2 separate regions of the Mus musculus genome follow, and region 1 is linked to region 2. The links are chromatin contacts, called in public HiChIP or PLAC-seq maps. All regions are on one chromosome and are shown on one strand. Each heading gives the region's core, a stretch centred on a gene start, on an enhancer-like site or on the middle of the called end of the contact. The rest is flanking DNA. Distances are from core to core; before and after follow the strand shown.

Region 1 (5,324 bases), core at 2,244-4,743, 640 kb before region 2:
CAAAGCAACTCCCCCATCGCCATAAATACCTTTCATTTATTTGTTGCTTAATGCACCGTGTGTATGTGCACATACATGCACGTGGGAAGCCAAGACCAACCTCAGGCGTTAACCACAGGTGGGCCCTTGCTTTCTGAGATAGGGTTTCACACTGGGACCTGAGGCCACCAATGAGGCCAGGCCACCAGGCCAGGGAGCCCCAGAGACCTGCCACCTCCCAAGGACTGGGATGTGCATACCACACACCACACTCACTGTTTATATGTGGGTGCTGAGGACTGAACTCGGGTTCTTAGGCTTACTTTGTTACTATGGACTGGGAGAGACCTTTTGGATCTGAGATACAGGGCTGAGTGATCCGCCCAACCTATCAGCTAGCTCCGTGGCAAGTGGGCGCTGCCTGAGCTATCCTGACTGTTCTACACATCTCTTTATTCCCGATTTTCTTCTTCACAAGCCCCATTAATTAGGCATGAAAGGTTAGCCCGCTATAACGAGGTTCCCACCCCTCACAGCTAGGGCTCATTTGGCTCCCAGGGATGTGAAGTTACAGAGGGCCATCGCTGTGTCACCTCAGGGTCCTCATCAGCTCCCTTTCCTCCTTGCCTCTGTGAACAGCAATTTGGCAAGATTAGCCAAGTGTGCTGGGAACCAGGCGGGAGGGGGGCAGGTTGATCATGAGAGTTGCCTGCATGTGTTAGCATGAGACAAAAAAACAAAAACCGGCAACCCCATCCTGGAATGACAAGGACTGTGAGCCAGCAGGGAGGACAGGCTCCTCTGAGCTGCTGCAAACTCTCCCTGTTCTTCTCAGTGTTGTCACAACAATGGCTTGGAGTCACCTGTCCCCAAGCCCACTGAATGGAGAAGGAATACTCCCTTTGAGGGCTGTTCTTGGTTGTCAATTTGACATCATCTGCCGTTAACTACAATCCTGCACACCTGTGAGGGATTTTTCGGGATTGAATTATTTAAAGTGGGAAGATCTACCTTAAATCTGGGACACACTCTCTAGTGACTAGAGATCTAGTCCTATACAGGGGACCGAGAAGAAGGAAGCTCTCTCTTTGCTTGCCCTCACTCTGGACAGCATTTCATTCCTTCACTGGCATTAGAGCTTTCGTCTTTGGGATTCCAGTGTGCACTTTTAAGATATGTGTTCATGCAATTAAAAAAAAAATACTGGCTTCTGGGACTTTCCATTGGGAAACAGCCATTGTTGGACTATAACCTGTAAGGCACTATAATAAATCCCATATATATACTCATTCTATCCATTCTGTTTCTCTAGAGAACCCTGAACAATACATTTCCCTTTCTTACAAGCCTCGGGGGTCAGGAAGAAAGCCTAATAGAAATCCATACAGCAAGAGACACCATAGCATAATGGATATCACACCATAGTAACACACAGATTCCTTTTAGGGGGCAACCAGGTTAAGTGCACATGGTGGGTGCTCTCTCCCTCTGGAGGGAGGGTGCTCCCCAAGGCAGCACACCAGGCCTCAGTAAACACCCCAAAGAAACCCTAGGATCCATGCTCCCTCCCTCCAGGAACAACTCCCAGGTATGGTCTCACAGCTCCTCAAGAAGGTCCCAGACCCGTGCAGCCTCCGTGTCCACAAGGTCACTCGTTCAGCAGTTCACCTCTTGCTGTTTTCCTCTCTCACCTCATCTTCCTGGTGCCCCAAACCCTGTTCCTGAGAGAAGTCACCATCTAAAATACCAGGCTCTGCCTCTGGGGGTGGGGGTGGGGGGGTCGCAGTCTGGAACAGATGGGAAATGTACAGCTGGCTCTAGGTCACTGGGTTGGCTTTTTGCCAAGACACAAACAAGGCTGATATACACACACAAAACAGCACTCCTGGCTGGTTCTAGTCAATGCTGGAGGGTGACTCTGTATTGTTGGTGCACACACACACACACACACACACACACACACACACACACACACCAATTTAAAAAGTCATGCAAATATTTTGTTCCATTAATACAACACATTTATACCCCTGCTAAATCGGAGGTGAGAGAGCAAGTGTCGCCTGTACTCCAAGAGATGGTTTTTCGTCAATAATATATACAATCACCATGGATCACTCCCAGGTTAAAGATCACCAGAGGTGATGGGATTGGGGCTGTCAGCTAGGTCTGGATACTAATGCAGGTGCCATGATCCTAGGCTAATCCGCAGGGAAGCGCACAGTATGGAAGGAAGGAAGGCTCTGTGTAGTGGTCACGTCTTTGGATTCCCACACTCCTGTCTCTCCTATTGCTGCTATAGCACAGGTTTATCCCATGTAGTTTTAGGGGCTAGAAATCTGAACCCAATCTTATGGGGTAAAGCCAAGGAGATAGCCAAGGAGACAGGGTGAACAGGGAGGGTTAGACTTACAAATCCTTTCTCTGCCCTTTTTTAGCTTCTCGAGTTTACCAATCTCCCTGCCTCTGGTACCCAAAGCACACTCATTTAGTCCGTATCTGTCATCAGTTCCTGTGGTTGAACCTCCCTCCACCACCTCTTACAAAGACACATGTGTTTGCATGTAGGGCAGAAGTAGGAACCATGCATGGTACGGCCTGGACATGGTCTGAATGCTGAAACCTTAAGTCTCCCAGACTGGAGATGTTAAGAAAAGGTAAATTCTCTAAGAGGTGGGGCCTAGCAGAAGGTAATCGGTGGTAGGGTCGCCCCTAAAAGGAATTCATCTAGCCACCCTGCTAGATGAAAAGAACAACCTTGCCCTATCCTAGACTCTCTGGTTTTCTGTCTCTCCCAGGGATCTCAGCACCCAATGATGCTGGCGGGAGGCTCTTGAATCTCTTCTTTATCAGTTCTTTATTAATGAAAATACCAAGAAATCCTGACACCCCAGGCTCCTCCCATCTGCAAAGGCCCCTTTGCTCTAATAGGTAATGGTCACAGACACTAGGGCTTGGGTATCTTTCGGGATGCACACTCTAGCAAACTTAGTTTACTGCCCAACCCCCTCCCAGCCTCACTTGCCTCTCCTTCTTGCACAAACGCACCTCCCCCTTGTCCCTGTATCTCCAGGAAAAGTGTTCTCTGAGACAAGACCTTTGTCCTGATCTCTTGTGCACGAGGAAGCCTCTGGATTCTAGCAGGCACTATTGCAAAGATGATGGCTGGGTGTTCACAGTATGGACACAGACTTAGGTTCTCATACCCTAGGTGCAGACAAGTTGCTGAACCTGGAGGATTCTGGTTGACAAGTACATTAGGGATGGTGCCCCCCACCCCAGCGTAGGTAGAAAGTGGAGGCTAAAGGTCATTTAAAAAGAGGGGCAGTCAGCTGTGCTCATTCCCCTTTGCATCTGCCTTCTAGAAAGAAACAAGTAAAATTAAATTTTTCTTGTGAACTATCAAAAGGAGTTGTTTGACAGCATTTTTCCATTCCAGTATCATTGTGCAGGGACTCAAAAGCTGGGTGACGCCCACAACAAAGGTCGCCATGGAAACCGCTCACCTCCCTCCTGAAAATCATGACTTCAACCGCTCCATCCTCCCAAACCCACTCCAGATTGTTACCGAAGAACCTTTGTGCAAACAAACACCAGCGACTGCCTGAATGGCAGGAAATGTGGCAGCTTTTTTTCTAATTTTAACTTTGCTCCAGGAATGTGTGTGTGTGTGTGTGTGTGTGTGTGCGCGCGCGCGCGCGCGCGCGTTTGGAACACTCAGCCAGGGGCCCACATTCCTTTGCAGCCACCTCCAGGGAGCCCAGAGAAAAAGCAGCTCTCAGGCAGGCCTTCTCAAAGGAGGATGCACCACAAACATCACTCTACTCCAGCCAGAGTGGAGTCCAGGGCCTGAGCACTCAGGTCATGGCCGGGAAAACCTAGAAAACAATCCTGCCAAGCATCCCCTGGGACAGAAGGGTTCCAAGGAGTCTCATTCTGTTTTAAAGCCTTGCACGGTGGAGTGCCCCCCCCCCCCGCAGTGAAAGAACACTCTAAGAACCAGCGCGTTTTGCCTAGTTCTAGTAAATTCCAAGACTTTGTAGGATCCAGTAAGAAAAGTGAACCGAAACCATGTAAAAAATCTAGTTGGAACAAAGGAGAATAATAACATGAGTCTGGGGGAGGGGAGGCAGATGTACCTGCATTGAAAGTCTATCAGATACACATCACCCCGGGCGGACCAGCTCCAATATCACAAGGTGGTCAGTGTGGAGCTTGATGCAGAGGAATAGCTGGTGGGGGTGGGGGGAGGTGTGTGCAGAGGATCCGATTTCCACTGGCAGTTTGCATGCTGGGGCAGACAAAGCGCTTCCCTGTCACATTCTACCATCCTACAGGTAGTCCTGCTTCAAAAATCCCCACAGCAAAGGTGGGGATAATTCACACAGGTGAACCCAAGGACAGCCTGGTGGGTCAAAAGGAACCCAGCTCTGCACAGCAAATGACCACAGATAACAAAGGTTGGACATTTCTCCATTTCAGTGGCTCAGGAAGCAGGGTTGGTTTAGCTGAGCGAAGACACCATCTTCTGGGGTCTAAGCCTCTCTCTCAAACAAGGTCAGGGTCTCATCAAGGTTCAACCTGATCACCTGGTTGGAGCTAATAGTGGTTTGTGGCTTCCTTGCTGTGCCTGTACGAGACCACCCTCGTCCCACCTCAGGGGAGTTTGTGAACAAAGCCAACGAGTTATTAAGCAAGTTCACTCACCTAACCACAGAGAGACACTCACCTTTTGTTGTGTTTTGTTTTGACTTGACACAGAGATTCATGTAGCCCAGGCTGGCCTCAATCTCCCTATATAGCTTAGGATGGCCTTGAACTTCTGCTCCTCCTGCTTTCAACTTGTGCATGCATCCAGTCTGAGGATCTAATATCTTCAGAGGAACTAATCTTATAAGAGGCAGCCAGAGACAGGAGAGACCATGAGAGTGAACTCTGTGTGGTACAAATGTAAACAAGCAGAGGATGGTCGACAACACAACAAGGTCGGGAATAGCTCTCCGCATTACTTAAGATCCACCAGATAAACGGACTGACTGAGCTCAATGGATGCCTCAGCGTTTGGTGCTGTTTCAGAGGACCAGGGTTTGATTCCCAGCAACTACATGGCAGCTCACAACCATCTGTAGTTCTCACTGCAGGGAATCTAATGCCCTGCTTTGGTCTCCATCAACACCAGTCACACTCATGCAGGAAAAAAAAATACTCATAGGCATAAAAAAATTAAAATTTAAAATATTTTAGAAGAACACTACATCTGAAACAGGGGGACAGGAAGGACAGGCTGAAGTCGGTCTGTGCCAGCAGTGGCTGTGTAAGTCTGGACGAGAGCTCTCTGTTTGTGA
Region 2 (5,688 bases), core at 569-3,068:
CACCCTCACTCCCCTCTCTTCCCCCAAATAAACCTCCTTTATACCAGATCTGCTGCATGCTGTGATTTCTCAGGGGACACCTTGACATGAGCCCACCAGGTAGCCCCCATGCCCCATTGTATTATATTTTATAACTGTGTTTATCATTATTTTTACCTATCTTCCTACGGTCTCTCACCTACCTATTCTTCACCCATCTACTATTTACATCCACCTATATGTCTATGAAATCCATCTATCTACCAGCCTGTCATTTTTTATACTACTTGTTTACAACAAATATCTGGAATCTACCAGCCCCAAGGGAAACAGAGAGGGCAAACTCTGTCCCAATATGTCTGAAAATGCTTAACCTCCAAGAGCGGCACTGTCTTCATTTTTTTTTAAGCGAGCAAGAGCCCCCACCTCCCCAAACCACAGACATCCACCGGCCTGGGCCCTCCCTCACCAGCTCCTGCCTAGAGATAGGATGCAAATGAGGTGAATAATTAGCTTTAGTAATTGGAAACGTGAGGGAAGACACCCAAAACCTCTCCCAGAAATACCACTTACATTCTGAGGAGCAGAAAAATTCGTTCACAAATTACTTCCCACCTATTCTATCAGCATTTCATTTCTGACCCATTTATTTATTTATTTATTTATTTATTTATGCCACACGCCATATCCTGCTGTCCCCTGATTGCTTACCTGGCAACGACTTTCTTTGATGAAGACAAAGCTTTTCCTTGCCCCTCCTTATGCTCCCATTAGCATAAATATCACCCCCTTCAGTGTCTCCTTTCACCAAGAGCTGCTGTTCTGCCTACCTTGTTGATTTGCAGATTTCTCTTCTGTGTGTGAGCACACAGCACCGTCTTTCCTGCAGGGTCTAGTCCTGTCTGTCCAGGTATCCCTAGTATCCTGCACAGAGCCTGCTTTTACGCTTGTCCATTCACTGCCAAGGAATCCAGTCAGCTGGCCTATATTATTCCAAACACTCCAACCTCAGTTCACAGCCTGCTTCCTTCCCTCTGACTAAAAGCCCAAGATCCTAGGTCAGGGTCACCACACAGGACAGGCCCAATGTGGGGAAACCACAGTACTGCAAACACAATAGAAACTTGACTGCGAAGTCAATCCAGTTATTTGGTACAAGCTACATCTTCCCTAAACTCATGGCTTTATCTATAAACGCGTTTGTCTACTCTCTGTCTCAACTGCTGTGTTAAATGCTAGGCAGAGGGCTCTGTCTGTCAGTGTCCGATGCAGAACTGTGGGAACCTGAGCTCAGACCACCGCCCCTCCCCCACCCCTGACCATATTAAAAAGCCTGCTGCAAGGTCCGTCTGATGCCACACAGCATGGGTGGGTGGAAGACATTCAGAGGCCTGTCAGCCTCATGGCCTACTCACCTCAGCAGCTACGGTGATGTGTAAGTATATGGTGTGATTAGAGAGAAAGAGAAGCCGAACTGGAGACTTGAGGGTGGGGAGCCCAATGTGAGTAGCCTGAGTCCTGTAGCAGCAGGGGTCTGTGTCAATGTCCATGTTATCACCAAAGGCCATGCAGACGTCCCCTGTATGGGCTGCTGCCTGGGACCCAAGGGCTGTGCAGAGCTGACCCTGCCTCTTTCTGGTTGTGGCACTTTGGATGGGCTACTGGAGCAGAGCTGGAGAGCTTGTCCCTGTGGTGTGAATTCAGGTTAGCGGGTGGGCTGACCAACTCAGCTAGCGTCCAGGCCCAGGTCCAGGGCTTGGAGTTGACACCACAACGCCTACCCCATGTATGAACTGCTGGAGCTCATAAAGAGGCCGGTCCTACAGATCCAAAGCTGATAACTGAGAGGAACCCCAGAGAGGCTCCAGTACCAATAGTGCCTCGAACCAGACCAATGACTCATTCCATAAACACTGGCAAGTAAAGATGCTTAGTCAAAAGGGCACAACAGTGTGATACACCATGACACACTGCAGCTTGCAGGGCGAGATCTTCCTTCTTTCCTTCCTTCCTTCCTTCCTTCCTTCCTTCCTTCCTTCCTTCCTTCCTTCCTTCCTTTCTTTCTTTCTTTCTTTCTTTCTTTCTTTCTTTCTTTCTTTCTTTCTTTCTTTCTTTCTCTGTTTCTGTTTTTACTTTTTTGTTTTCTTGAGGGCTGGGGAGAAGGAGGTTTCAAGGGCCAAGGGCAGGCAGATACAGAGACAGGGAGATAGATGAATGGGACTCGGGGTTCACGATGTGAAAGTCACAAAGAATCAATAAAAAAGTTAAAAAGTAAATAAAGAGCCTGCTGTGCAGTAGACACATGCCTACCACCCCCTCTGTAGAGACAGAGACGGCAGCATCTGTCGGAGCTTACAAGTCCGCTGGCCTTGCCAAATCCCTGAGCTCCAGGTTCAGTGTGAGGCCCCATCTCAAAAAATATTGGTGGAGAAGCAACTCAGGAAGACATCCTATATTGATATCTACATGAACATACTATGTATGCACACACCCACACAAACACCACACACACACACACACACACACACACACACACACACACACACAATGCCTATAGCCCCCTAAAGCCCTAAGATGTTATGATGCCTGGTTTTACATAAATAAAATCTGTCATAAAGTAGTTGAGTGTACACTACTATTCTTTTAAGTATAAACAGATGACATGAATGTGTAGCGCTCAATGGTTCTTACATCGTACAACCAAAATAAAAGGGTGAAAGAGGTCAGAAGGGCCACCAGAAGAGCTGGCCAGGCTTCCCAGGAGCATGGTGGTGTGCAGCAAGGACCGCAGAGAACAGCTGGCAGCATGGAGGGCTGTCCCAAGCTGTGATGCTGCTGGGTGCAAAGTCAGCCCACGGTGCCAACCTGTGGGTACCACAAGACAAGATTGTCATTTTTAAAAGAGGCATCATAGAAAGATGGAAAATCAAAGGCGCCTGTATTTCAGTGGAGAAGCCATTATACACCATATAAAGAAATCAAACATGAGTGACTATTTTAAAGATTTATTGCAAAATTCAATTCCAGGTATTCAGGGTACTTCAAGCTCGCAATTATTTTTCTGTCACTGTGTAACTGAGTAATTCTAACTGTTCATTATACAGTCTCCGAAGGAAAATTGCTGGCTGGTCAGCACGTTTCCATCTTTGGTTGACCTGGCCACTCACTACAGTGTGGGCAGGGGGCTTATTTTCTCTTCCAATTTGCCTAAAAATATTCTCACACAGCCCAAGGAGAAAAGGGATCTAGGCCTGACAGCCATTCCTTCTGAAGCAGAAATTGTAACCAAGTTCACAGAGCCTGACAACTCACTGCTGTGCATAAAATGTGGCGGCCAAAACTGTGAAAGACTAAAGGTTTGTTAATGTAATTACCGCAGGAGAACTTTACACATCCTCTGCAGTGGGTTAAAGTTAGAACCGGAAGCCCTAAGGTTGTTTCTGTTTCAGTTGCTTCTTCCCGTACCATTGAATTCTCAATTGTAAATGATGACTTTGTGACAAGTTTCTATTCTTTCCAAGTCAAATAGATGTGCATCTCTGGGGCTGGCCACAGTGGAGTCTCAGCACTGTGCATGCTTTCAATAAGTAGATGTTGAGAGTAAGAGACAGTGCTTCCTAGAAAGAGGCCAGCCCAAGAAGAGAATCACCTAGAGACGGACAGATGGACAGACAGAAGGACTCTCAGCATCACCCCGGTTTAAAGTCTGGAAGTGGTTTCCATGCTATACTGTAAGGTTAAAGAGCCCAGCATTCAGAAAGGCCAGCATGGCAAAATACAGAAAGGGGAGAGCTACAAAGAGGAATGGTTCTAGTGAAAGCCAGAGAGAAACCTCCAAATGTTTTGATTTGTGTTGATCTGAGTGTGTGAGAGGTAACTGAGTCCAGAAAAGACTCTCCAGAAGGTGGAATCTAGAACAACTCTCTAAACTCACGTAGGGCTCTTCTCTCCATCACAGAAAGGGCTTTTGATAATGAAACAATAGATTACATCCTCAGAAAATAATTGGTTTGATGGAATCAGGGGAGTGGTTGTCTAGGCATTTTCCTAGATTCAAAAGAATCCTGGGCCAGCCCTAGAAAACCTTGAACACGAGCCTCAAAACTATTGACTAGAATCCATGTGACTTCAGTGAGAAAACAAAATTCAAAGAATCCCAAAAAGTATAACATTCTTGAGACTCATGGCTACAGTATCCCATGTCCAATAAGACTCCCCACCCAAAGGGGTGGTAGACAAACTGCTCACATGATAGAGAGGACTGAACTAGCAGGAAAGGGTGATTATCATAAACGGTCACCACACATTCAAGTCCTTACAGGAACCATGATCACAATAAAGTGGGAAGTGTAGCAATGGCACTGGTCCAAGTAGGACACCCAGAGATGAAGATAAAAAATGTAGACCACTGGATGAGATGGACAGCACCCAGCCATGCAGAAGAAATCAGTGGGCACAAACACAATAAGGCAAACTATTAAAAATGAAATTAAAAAGAGAGAGGTGTAGCCAGAATGCTAGTGACATAGGGAAACGGCAGAGCATCTAAACCACATGGAAAGAATCACAGAATACACTAATACACACATACACACGCACACACACACACACATGCACACACACATATGCACACACACGTGCACACGTACACACACACACGTACACGCACTCTCTCTCTCTCTCTCTCTCTCTGTATGTGTCTCTCTCTCTCTCTCTCTTACCTCTCTCTTTCTCCTGATCAAAAGAAACCTGGGGCTGGAGAGATGGCTCAATGGTTAAGAACACTGATTGTTCTTCCAGAATACCAAGGTTTGATTTCCAGCCCCTATGTGACAGCTACAATTTATAATTCCAGTTCCAGGGGAATCTTTTGCCCTTTACTGGCCTATCTGGGCACTGCATACATATGGTGCGTAGACATCCATGCAGGCAAATTCCTATACACATGGAGGAGGATGAGAAGTTGGGGGGTGAGGGGAGGAGGAGGAAACAGGGCCGAAAAGATGGCTCAATGGTTAGAATGTGCACTTATCTTACAGAAGACTCATTCAGTTCCCAGTACCATGTCAGGTGGCTTGCAAGTGTCTTTAACTCCACCTCCAGGGGGATCTGATTCATTTTTCTGTCCTCTGTAGGTGTGTATGCTCACTCATGAGCACACACACGCGTGCACACACACACACACACATACACCACTCATACATAAATCTTCAAAAAAGGAGACACAGTCTGCATGTTTACATCTAATAGTAAGCACACAGATAATACATTTACAAATAGGCATTGAGTGAATGTTGTCTAATTTTACTTCAAAAGTTCTTTTGCTGTGTCATGGCTTCTTTCAGATGTTTGGACTGAGAACACGGAACCTTACTCATTCCTAAGACCTCTTATTTATGTGAAGATGATCGAACATAGTGAAAATGGAAAGAATAATAAAATAAATACTAATGTATTCACAGACACAGTACCATTTACAACAGCCAAGTTATTGCAGCCTATTACAGCATTTCTCAGTGGATAAATGGGTAAAGAAAATGTGTTTTATGTGAACCATGGAATTCTATTCTGTCACTATAGAAGAACACAATTATGTCATTTGTTAGAAAATGGACACCACTGGAGATCATGATATTAAGTGAGACAGGCCAAATTTGCCTAATTTGTAAAGCCTAGACTATTTCCATAAATACATAAAAGCCTTTGCCT

Evidence for each region. HiChIP or PLAC-seq counts read pairs in DNA pulled down with a chosen protein or histone mark.
Region 1: an HNF4G HiChIP or PLAC-seq map of pancreatic cancer cells shows a contact between it and region 2. The contact joins two enhancer-like sites. A contact is called at or near these places in 5 of 115 datasets of contacts at active chromatin or transcription factors (embryonic stem cells, extraembryonic endoderm stem cells and pancreatic cancer cells) and 1 of 9 other capture datasets (embryonic stem cells).

The regions. Positions count from the first base shown.
Region 1 is chr1:89,091,085-89,096,408 of GRCm38.p6, reverse strand. The region is part of intron 1 of Sh3bp4 (SH3-domain binding protein 4); the gene reads right to left. Among named protein-coding and RNA genes, the nearest start is that of Gm34331, 9.8 kb to the left of the region's middle. Within about 2 kb of position 3,493, at least 101 of the 459 cell types and tissues checked have an H3K27ac peak or open chromatin away from gene starts, as enhancers often do. A contact at or near this core is called in pancreatic cancer cells, where this site is marked.
Region 2 is chr1:88,448,586-88,454,273 of GRCm38.p6, reverse strand. The region is part of intron 1 of Gm29538 (predicted gene 29538); the gene reads left to right. Among named protein-coding and RNA genes, the nearest start is that of Gm28888, 8.7 kb to the left of the region's middle. Within about 2 kb of position 1,818, at least 25 of the 459 cell types and tissues checked have an H3K27ac peak or open chromatin away from gene starts, as enhancers often do. A contact at or near this core is called in pancreatic cancer cells, where this site is marked.